Regions from separate parts of the Mus musculus genome. Here region 1 is linked to region 2. Evidence: chromatin contacts called from public HiChIP or PLAC-seq data. All regions are on one chromosome and are shown on one strand. Each heading gives the region's core, a stretch centred on a gene start, on an enhancer-like site or on the middle of the called end of the contact. The rest is flanking DNA. Distances are from core to core; before and after follow the strand shown.

Region 1 (5,222 bases), core at 169-2,668, 100 kb before region 2:
ACACACACACAGCAGTATTACACACACAGCAGTATTCCACACACACAGCAGTATTCCACACACACAGCAGTATTACACACACAGCAGTATTCCACACACACAATATTGCACACACACAGTATTGCACACACACAGTATGCCACACACTCAGTATTACACACACATAGTATTGCGCACATACAGTATTGCACACACACAGTATTCCACAACACAGCAGTATTCCACAACACAGCAGTATTGCACATACACAGTATTGCACACACACAGTATTGCACACACACAGTATTCCACAACACAGCAGTATTGCACACACACAGTATTGCACACACAGAGTATTGCACACACACAGTATTGCACACACACAGTATTCCACACACACAGTATTCCACAACACAGCAGTATTGCACACACACAGTATTCCACACACACAGTATTGCACACACACAGTATTCTGTTTCTCCTGTGCAGTTGGACAATGGGGGCGATCGTGACTAACACTGCTATAATATTAACGGACAAGCTGCTACTTGGAGGCAACTTCTTTCACTCCTGGGTGTGTTCCGAGCAGCAGCATTGCTCACTTCCTTGGTACCCCCATGTTTAAGCTCTTGAAGACCGGAAGACTCACTTTCTAAAGCTGGTGTGCCATCTTACTCTTCCCACCCCACCCCCGACTCCCAGCAGTGCGAGTGCAAGATGGTCCCCACTGCCCACTGTCTCTGCCTGGTTTCTTTTGTCTTTGCATGGATAAATCACAGGCTAGGTAGCACAACTGAACAGACTTTCCCTCTCCCATGGCAACATCCCCATCTAATGCAATCTGTTTCTTTGGCTTAAGGCTATATCACTCTAATTTCTGCCTTTGTTTATTGCCACCCCCCGAGTGTGTGTGTGTGTGTGTGTGTGTGTGTGTGTGTGTGTGTGTGTGTGTGTGGTGTACACTTGTAACCTTAGCAATAGGAAGGCAGAGAGGCAAGAAGGTTGAGGTCTGAGGTCAGCCTGGGCAGCATAGCCAGAGGCTGTCAGAACTGAAACAAGTGAGGCACATGGCACGTGCTTCTTTCTCAGGACGGCACAGGCAATTACATCTGAAAAGCAGCCAGATGATTCAGGATAAGCTTCTCGCCTCCATGCACCTTTTGCCATATAAGGTAACACACAGGTTGTGAGATTCGGAGTGGAGTGGAATCACATCGTGGTTTTGAACGATGCTGGTCCCTTCCCGTGGGGAAATTGTGCACACATCCTTTGTCCAGCTTTCAAGCCCCTTGTTCCTCATCATTGATTTGTAAGTTCCTTATACAGCAGTGAGATCGGAGCGGAGGATGAAACAGGAAGTGGCAGGAACCCACTCCTCGTCTGGATGACGTCACAGCAGAATCTGTCGGTTGTGACTGTCGTGAATCCCTGGAGTCTGCTGGAAAGTTTGCAGTTTCCAGACCGAGGCTTGTGCTGCTCGGTTCCTCTGACACACTGTGGTAGGAGACTAGGGACCTGTAACTGTGTGAGTGTGGGTGTATTTACCCGTGCATGCGCATGTGGAGGACAGAAATTGATGTTTCGTGTCTTCCTATATTCGGTATGGCATATTGATATCTGATGTCTTCCTATATTCAATACAATATATTGATGTCTGATGTCTTCCTATATATTATATTAATGTCCAGTGTCTTCCTATGTCAATATGGTATAGTGTTGCAATCTTATTTTTTTGAGGCAGGCTCACGTACTGGAGTTCACTGCTTTGGCTAGATTGGCTGGCCCGTGAGCTCCCATGATCTGTCTCTACTCTCCAGTGCTGGGGTTATACACTCGAGCCACCGAGTCTGGCTTTTATATGAATTCTGGGGATTCAAACTTAGGTCCTCATGACTGAACAGCCAGCACCTTACCCACTGAACTATCGAGTCAGCCCAATGGGTAATATAATGGGCAGAAATGTATTGTCTCGCTGGGCTGGAGCCAGTCCACCATTGTGTGAGGGTCAGCATCTGGTAAGGGCCTTCTTGCCTGAAAAAGGAGAAGAAAGAATTGCAGAAAAATAGAACAAGGGATTGTTGTTTTGTTTTTAAACTAAATGAGGAAAGAGATCATGTGGAAAAACAAACCAATGGCTGAGAACTTCTTAATTGTGATGAAATACAAAATAGTAGGAGTAGTAATGATAATGATGATGATGATGAGAGATTCTACTGAGACCCAGATGGCCAGGAAATGCTCCACCTTCCTCAAGAGCTCCCCGAGAAAGGAGATGATAACTGCTCATTTCCAGTCGTAATTCTTCCCTCACTCAGCCCCTAACTGAGAGCCACCACTGTCAACCAGGCCACACCCTACAACTTCACAGTGTCCATAGGAGATAATGGGAACCTGCCAGATGTACCCAGTCACACCCAGGCCCTTTAGGACCCAAGCCTGGAGTGTCTGGAGAACCTGCAAATACTCCCACTGATGGAAGAGGTCCCTTTCCCTGTGACCACCAATAAAAATTTTAACAACCAATCTACCCTAAAAGGAGATTCTAGCTCTTAGGAGGCAGAGGTGAGAGGATGGAAAACATATGGCCAGCCTGAACTACATAGCAAGCTTGAATCCACCCTGGTCTACATAAAGAGACCCTCTCTCTCTCTGTCTCTGTCTCTGTCTCACATACACACACACACACACACACACACACACACACACACACACACACACAGGAGGGAGGGATAAGAAATTCCCAGATAGGGCCGGCGTGGTGGCACACGCCTTTGATCCCAGCACTTGGGAGGCAGAGACAGGCAGATTTCTGAGTTCAAGGCCAGCCTGGTCTACAAAGTGAGTTCCAGGACAGCCAGGGCTACACAGAGAAACCCTTTTCTCAAAAAACCAGGAAAAAAAAAAAAGAAAAGAAAAGAAAAGAAAAGGAAAGGATAGGAAAGGAAAGGAAAGGAAAGGAAAGAAAAGAAAAAAAAAAAAAAAGAAATTCCCAGATAAACAAAAGCCAAGACCATTCTAGTGAATCACTAGGCTCCCTGAAAACTAAATCCTAGGCATGGTGCTTCGTGCCTGGAACACTAGCTCTTTCCAGAGACAGAGGCAGGAGGATCACTGTGAGTTTGAAACCAGCCTATGCTAACAGGAAGTCCAAATTAACTACAGAATAAGACCCCATCTCAAAAACAAAACAACAACAACAACAACAAAACAGAACAAAACAAACAAAACTCCAAATAACAAACAAATTAAAAAGAAAAAATAAAGCAAAATAAGAAGAGACTGCATCCTCATCCCTAAATAGGAAGTCTTCATGTTCTGGAGACTAAATCAGACTCAAAGGGCCAAACGCTGCAGGTTTCCTTCAATGTGCAGAGATCAGATTTGTTTACATGGTGGTAACAAAACTAGAGAGGGCTGGCTGTGCCGGAGGTGGAGAGCCCGTGAGGGAAGTGGGACTAGAGAAGGCAGGAGGGTCAGCCCTAATACAGAAGCAGAAGCTGTGGCTCTGGGGAAGGAGGAGGTCACTGTGGTGGGGGGACTGGGGAGGTGGCTCATTGGCTAAGAGAGCTTCCCAGCACCCAGATGGCGGCTCACAACTGTTGACTTCATAACTCCTTCTGACCTCCGGGGTGACCAAGCACACGTATGGTATACATACATGCAGGTAGACTCTTCATAAACATAATTGATAATTTTTTCAAAAGGCCACGGGAATTGAGGAGAGCAGTGAAGTATACTCTCTCCTCAGAATACAAAAGTAAATTAGGTATAATGAAGAATCCAGTGAAATAGGAGGTTTGCACAACACAGTAAACCATCTATAGCCAACAGAGGCACACAGGCCACTACCCAGGGAAGACAGTGAACACCTCACAAGGACACGGAGACCTCCTTCAGGACAAAACATATGGGGAGGTGTGCACAAATCCAGGCCTGATGTATTTTCAAAGCTGTGCAAAGGGTCTCTTTGCCCACAACAGGAGGATGTGAGAGCTCCCAAAGATCAAGTCAGGGACAGTTGGAGCACTAAGGAGGAGAGGCAGGAGACTGGGGAATTCCAAGCCTCCGTGGTCTGTGCAAGAGCCCCTCTCCAAAGGAGTAAAAAAGTCCTATGAATAACTGTCCATTAGAATTTTGATTTATGGTTTATCATGTTTTATATACGTATTCTTTAGTATATGCCAAATATATTACAAAGAAAAACAGAAAAAAAAAACACGCCTTTAACCTCAGCACTTGGAAGGCAGAGGCAGATGGATATCTGTGAGTTTGAGGCTTGCCTGCTCTACAGAGTGAGTTGCAGACAAGGTTACATAGAGAAAAAAAAAAATCAAACCAAAACAAAACAAAAGAGTAAAACGATTATTAAAAAAATCTCTAAAGGAGAGGGGAAGCAAGATACTCAGCTAACTTACCAATAAAATGGAGAGCAGAATAAAGAGTCATGTCAAACCTACCCACTGTGGACGATGAGATCATTGCCCCAAAATACTTATTCCCTTACCTTGATTTCCAAGGAGCATGCCTTGGCTCCATCAGGGTGGGGCTGAGCTATGTGACTTGTTTTGATCAACAAAATGTAAGAGATATAACTCAGATAGAGGCTTGAGCTATGCTCCTCATAGGTTTGGGCGTGACTTCTACCTCCAGAAACATTCCTCATGTGGAAATAAAATGAAGACAAGCCTAGAGTCAAGTCCAGCCAAGTCCTGGGAGATCAGTTGAACCAAAGATAAGCTGTAGGTTTGTAGAAAGAAAGCAGTATTCTTTTGTCACTGAAGTTTATGGTAGTTTGCTGTGCAACAAGAGCAAAGGAATGGCTGGGCAAAGTGGCACTGGCACGCGCGCACGCGCGCACGCGCGCACACACACACACATACACACAGATATTTTCTAATTTGTTGAACTACTTGTCAGAGTAGGGTTAAAGGGTACACACCTTTAATCCCAGCACTCAGGAGGCAGAGGCAGGCGAATTTCTGAGTTCAAGGCCAGTCTGGTCTACAGAGTGAGTTCCAGGACAGCCAGGGCTACGCAGAGAAACCCTGTCTCAAAAAAAAAAAAAAGAAAAAAAAAAAAAAAAGAAAAAAAACAAACCAAAACCAAAACCAAACCAAACCAAGTCACACAGTGTAAGAAAACATCACACACACACACACACACCCACTGACCTTTTTTTTTTTTTTTTTTTTTTTAGTCACTTTGTAGACCAGGCTGGCCTCAAACTCAGAAATCCATCTGCC
Region 2 (5,399 bases), core at 28-2,527:
ATTAAGCATTTAAGTTTAAAATACCAACATCTACACAGGGCTCCACCATGAAATCACTCCAGCAACACACACGTTTAATGTATATTTATCTTCCAATTTCATTTGTTTGAAGATGACAAGCGTTGTGTACCGTGCTCTCCCTTTGTTATACGATCTGAGTTTTCTAGTCAGCACAGAGGGACCTCCTCCTCTTCATAGCTACACAGACCTTCCTTGTGCTGAGATTATCCCAGTTGCCCTCTGATGGGCACTTTGGGAGTTTCCAGCATTTTGCTTCAACAATGGAAGTGGCTGACTGGTCATTTTGCCCAATTGCTGGCCTATGGCTCAGATAAAGTCCTAGAAAGGACCTTGCCATTAAGAGGTCTGGCTACCAGTCTCGAACCCCACCCCACAGGGCTGTGCAGCATGATGTCCTCAGAACAGCGAGAGTGGAGCCCTGGTTCCCAACAAACTAACCGAGGGCACTCTCACTACTCTAGTCTTGTAAGGAGCCACAATCCCTTTCTGCGGACTTCTCCGACTGAGTTTGGCTTAGTCCCTCTACGGGTTCCCCAGGCTCCCAGCCCCCCAGCCCCCCAAGGCCTTCCTCACCTCTGGAGTAGCTCTCCAGACCACAGGCTGATAAATTGACTTTAACACAAGCCATCTCTGTCCAGAGACAGAATCTTCCTAAATTGACTTTAACACAAGCCATCTCTGTCCAGAGACAGAATCTTCCCTAGCACTCCTCTTCCCCTTGGAAGCATCAGTGTTCCTTATGACGTCTTCAGGGGCTCTTCTCTGCCTCCCATTTCAAGGCAAGAGCCTGAGGGGTTCCTCCAGGTCACAAGTCACTAAATCCTCTCTTCAAACTCTCTAAACCCTCCCTTTACAGCTGGAATGAACCTGGTCTGTCTAATGCACTGCTTTCGAGCCTGTCTTCCTCATGGGGTCCCCTCCCAGGCCTTGCTTTCACCCCATAATTCCACCGCCTTTCACCCTACAGCCTGGCTGTTCCCAGTTTCCATCTGCCCACCTTTGTCCAGGTGACTCCCAGTCCAGGTCTGCACTAGGGGCTCCTCAAGTCTGGGGTTCCAGCCAACCTTCTTCTCTTCAGGCCAGACCCCTCTGGCTAGAGTTGTGCGATTGATCTCTCAACTGGCACCCTGCTGTGCTAGCTCTCCTTAACTATTCTTTTACTTGGTGTTTGTGTGGGCCTTGGAAAACAGTGGGCATTGAGGAGATTAGCCCTTCCGTGTGGGCCCTGGTGGACGGATGTACAGCAGTGAGATCATACAGGGTGACCTCTCCCCCAGCTCAGCATTCGGGAGCCGGCAGGCTTGATGTACAGAACCTCTGCCCCCAGGCCTGATGACTCATTTCCCTTTTCTGGGGGCAAATTCTGTTTCTCATGGGATTTTCCTGGAGAAATGACTGGTGAAGAAGGCGAGGCACCTAGGCTAGTGACCGGAGCTGAGCCTCATGGTCCTCACGGTCCCAGAGAACCAGGAGCCACTGGAGACACCCCAGCACTGCCGTCCTCTATGTGTGCACCCTGGCACTTGGGGGCTCAGTGTGGTGTGTGGCCATCTGACCCAGAAGCTTAGTTTCCTCTTGCTCTTCAGCCAAGATCCCTCCTCTCACGCTAATGGGAGGTCCCAGGTATGGTAAGAATGTCTGACTCCAGTTCCCTGCACTCTGTGAGGGAGCCTGAGACCGGCACAAGTCTGCAGCTGGTCTCAGCGGCGTGGCACCGAGGGATCCTGCCCCAGCTGTCCTTTTGCTCTCTAGCCAGCCCGTCTTCCCTCTTCATGATAGGATTCACCCCATCCCCATCCCATGGAGTTCTCCAGCAGGACACACAGACACAGAGACAGGCACACACGCACACACACACAGACACACACACAAATAAGCACCACATGTCCCTCACTGGGACACTGGGAGGGGTGCGCTAATTCCTCACCACACCCCTGAATTCTTGAACTCTGTGGAATGGGTTTGTCATGTTCCTTTATTCCCTAGAGACTCTGCTCTGCCTCAAATCCTAGGTCCAGACCAGGATGCAGAGGAAGAGGCCGTCATGCCCTTCCCACTGCACGTAAACCAGGAACTTCTTGTTCACCGAGTCCAAACACGGAGTTAACATGATGACCTCCCATATCTCACCTTCCCACCAGCTCTGCCCCACAGCCTCAGGATGACCAGTTGCCAACTTCTAGGCAAAGAGACATGCAGGGGCGAAGGAAGCCGTCTATATCTGGAAGGGGGCAAACGTACTATAGGCTGGACCCTAGGAGCTGAGAAGCCAGAACTGTGAAGTGAACCAGAACTAGAGAGAGGGTTTGCAGACACAGGAGGTAGAAGAAGCTGCTAGAAACAGCTCGGCCCCTCCCCCAACTTTGCAATTCCCCAAATAAACCACTCCACAGTCACTTTTGAAATCTGTTTTATATCAAGCTATATAAAAAAGAAATCTCTGGATTCTGTCCTGAGTACACACATACAAAACCAACACTATAAAAATAATATTAACAATATTAATGTCATCAACAAGCGGTCGTCTACAAGAATACAAAGGCTGTGTGTGCTGCTCACCCTGGCCAGCTCCAGCAAGTACCTGGGGGAGGGGACAGAGGAGAAGCTTCAAATCCCAGCCTCGAATCATGACAAGTCAAGGCTGGGCCAGTGCCGAGAAGAGCTCTCATGGCTAGAGAGGAGCAGGATCTGTGGAGTAGCAGGTGCCTTGATGGCAAACTGCCTTGCTGTTTTCCAGTGTAGCCCCCGTGGGACCCACTGGTCCCCAGAGCCAATGACTATTGGGTGACAGGAGTTAGTTAATGGGGTGGCTGCTGAGTCTCTGGGCAGATTCACTGCAGTCACGGGGATCCTAAGTCACAGTGGGATCCGAACCAGTGGAGACTGTGGTGGTGTGAGGAGCATATGTAGCTGTCCCTGGCTCTGAAGGTACAAGGTCCTCAGACAAAAGATGGGGGTAACCTCTAAAGACTGGGGAAGACCAGGAAACAATTCTCCCTGGGGCTTCCAGAGGCAGTGGGCCCTGACCACATTTAGACTTCAGTCTGATAATAGACTTGTGATTTGCAGAACTGAAGGAAAAGTGGTAGTTCAAGCCCACTTGCCGTGGAAGTTTGGCACAGCACCAACAGGAAGCCAGTAAAGCACTTGCCAGACCCCTGCACTCCCACCAGACTCCAGACGGTGGCCTCTGGCTTATTCCTAAATGCAAGAAGATTTGATCTGAGAGAACCCGGGAGGTCCCTGCTCTGCGAAGGCTTCCAGGGTCACTTCCCAAACACATCCATACACACACAGAGGGGCAGGGCAGCCCATGGGGAGTGAATAAGAGGGTCCTGCTAGCTGAGTGGTACCAGGGGACACTTTGCAGGGTCTAGCTCTGTCATGGGCACTTCACAGGCCTGCTTCCAGGCCCCGGGTCAGATACTAGTTCTTCTTTCTTCCCTTGTTTTTAGTTCTATCTCATGACATCCCTGGGCTGAAGGAAATGGTATAAATGAGGCTTCACCCCTGATCCTAGGGAGCTGGACAGGGCAACTCAGACCGTTAAAAGGCAGACTACAGTGTAGGTAGACAAAGGTCACTCTACCCAAGATGAATAATCATTTACAAGAAATCTCTTGCATGCTCAGATGTCAGCTCCCTTCAGTGAGGTCTGGACCCCACTGGATCCATCATCTGTGCGATCTTGGCTGTCAGATCTTGTTCCAGAGCCAGGGCTGGGCAGAAGCAACAGCAGAATGTGGGAGCCTGATGATGGGTCATGGAGCTGGAGCCACTGAGCATCCCCAACTGGTGTGGTGCCTGGTGTTCCCTGGGCCTCATTAGCATATCAGACCTTCAGAAAAGCTAAGTAACCTTTATAAGGGAGAACAGGGGCCTGGGAGGCTCCTGCACTCCCGTGTTGATGTCCAGTATGTTCCGGATGCTCCTGACTTCACTGCTTGGTAGATTGCCCTTGATGGCCAGGATGGCGTTCAGGTGGCCTTTGCTGGCAAGGAGAGAGTACACCCTGTCAGCCCCACGGTCACAAACACTCCTGCTCACAAACACTCCTCCTCCTCGATGGCTGTCCTGACTCCAGACACGGCCACAGAACCTGCAGCCAGCTGCTCTGCCCAGTAGGTAGCCTTGCCTTCTCTGGGTCTTCTTAAGTTCAGCTAAATGTCATGTCTCTAAGTGGCTTTGCACTCTCTGGTCAGCAGCCCCTGTAATTCACTAGAACTTGGAATTTTCTCTTTCTGTCCAATCGTCTCATCATGCTTAGCCCTCAGCAGGCTGTCAGCTACAGGAAGAGGACTGGGACCTTGCTTGCCCAGTACCTCACTGCATCCTGCAGCATAGAGCAGCAGCGGGTCCAGTACTCAGAATACTAATCAAGGGCTGTCGGTGGGATCAAAGGAGAGGGATAAGTGAACAGGTGGGTAGATGAGAGAGTGCAAGGATGGATGGGTAACTGTATGGAAGGGTGCAAGGATGGACAGATGGACGGATAGATGGACAGATGGATGAATGGATGGGTAACTGCATGAAAGGATGGATGGATGGATGGATGGATGGACAGATGGATGAACAAATGGATGGACAGATGGACAGATGGATGAATGGATGGGTAACTGCATGGAAGGATGGATGGATGAATGGATGGATGGATAGATAGATAGATAGATAGATAGATAGATAGATAGATAGATGGACAGATGGATGAACAGATGGATGGACAGATGGACAGATGGATGAATGAATGGGTAACTGCATGGAAGGATGGATGGACAGATGGATGGATGGATGGATGGATGGATGGATGGATGGATGAACAAATGTATGGGTAACTGCATGAAAGGATGGATGGATGGATGGATGATAGGGTGGATGGATGGATGGACAGATGGATGAACAAATGGATGAGTAACTGCATGAAAGGATGGATGATGGACAAATAGGTTGATGTGCAGATGGACAGATGGATGAGTAATTTCATGGAAGGGCAGATGGATGGATGATGGATGGATGGATGGACAGATGGATGGATGGATGGACAGATGAATGGATGGGTGGGTAGGTAGACAGATGAATGGATAGATGGATGTGCAGATGGACAAATGGATGGATGGATGGACAGATGGATGGATGAATAGGTTGGGAGTAAGTGAGCAGAAGATGGATAGGTAACTGGAAGGATGGACAGAACAACAGAAGAGCAGATAGATGGGTAAGCAGAGGACAGATAGACATCTATACAGGGAAGTGGGTAGACAGGTAGACAGATATGTGGATGATAGGAGAGTGGGTAAGCACATAGACTAGTGGATGGACCAGTAGATAGGTGGATGGGGGCTTGTTCATGTGTGTAGGTCAATATATGCAGACAGATGAGT

What was found. HiChIP or PLAC-seq counts read pairs in DNA pulled down with a chosen protein or histone mark.
Region 1: an H3K4me3 HiChIP or PLAC-seq map of bone marrow-derived macrophages shows a contact between it and region 2, with 2.0 times the contacts expected there. The contact joins two enhancer-like sites. A contact is called at or near these places in 1 of 39 promoter capture datasets (macrophages), 3 of 115 datasets of contacts at active chromatin or transcription factors (bone marrow-derived macrophages, embryonic stem cells and pancreatic cancer cells) and 2 of 9 other capture datasets (adipose tissue and pancreatic islet).

The regions. Positions count from the first base shown.
Region 1 is chr12:111,555,992-111,561,213 of GRCm38.p6, reverse strand. No RefSeq gene overlaps it. Among named protein-coding and RNA genes, the nearest start is that of 2810029C07Rik, 16 kb to the left of the region's middle. Within about 2 kb of position 1,418, at least 172 of the 459 cell types and tissues checked have an H3K27ac peak or open chromatin away from gene starts, as enhancers often do. A contact at or near this core is called in bone marrow-derived macrophages, where this site is marked.
Region 2 is chr12:111,452,034-111,457,432 of GRCm38.p6, reverse strand. Tnfaip2 (tumor necrosis factor, alpha-induced protein 2) reads right to left here. Exons shown (of 12, transcript NM_009396.2): 12 at 2,415-4,012. The coding sequence ends at 3,871. Among named protein-coding and RNA genes, the nearest start is that of Tnfaip2, 12 kb to the right of the region's middle. Within about 2 kb of position 1,277, at least 66 of the 459 cell types and tissues checked have an H3K27ac peak or open chromatin away from gene starts, as enhancers often do. A contact at or near this core is called in bone marrow-derived macrophages, where this site is marked.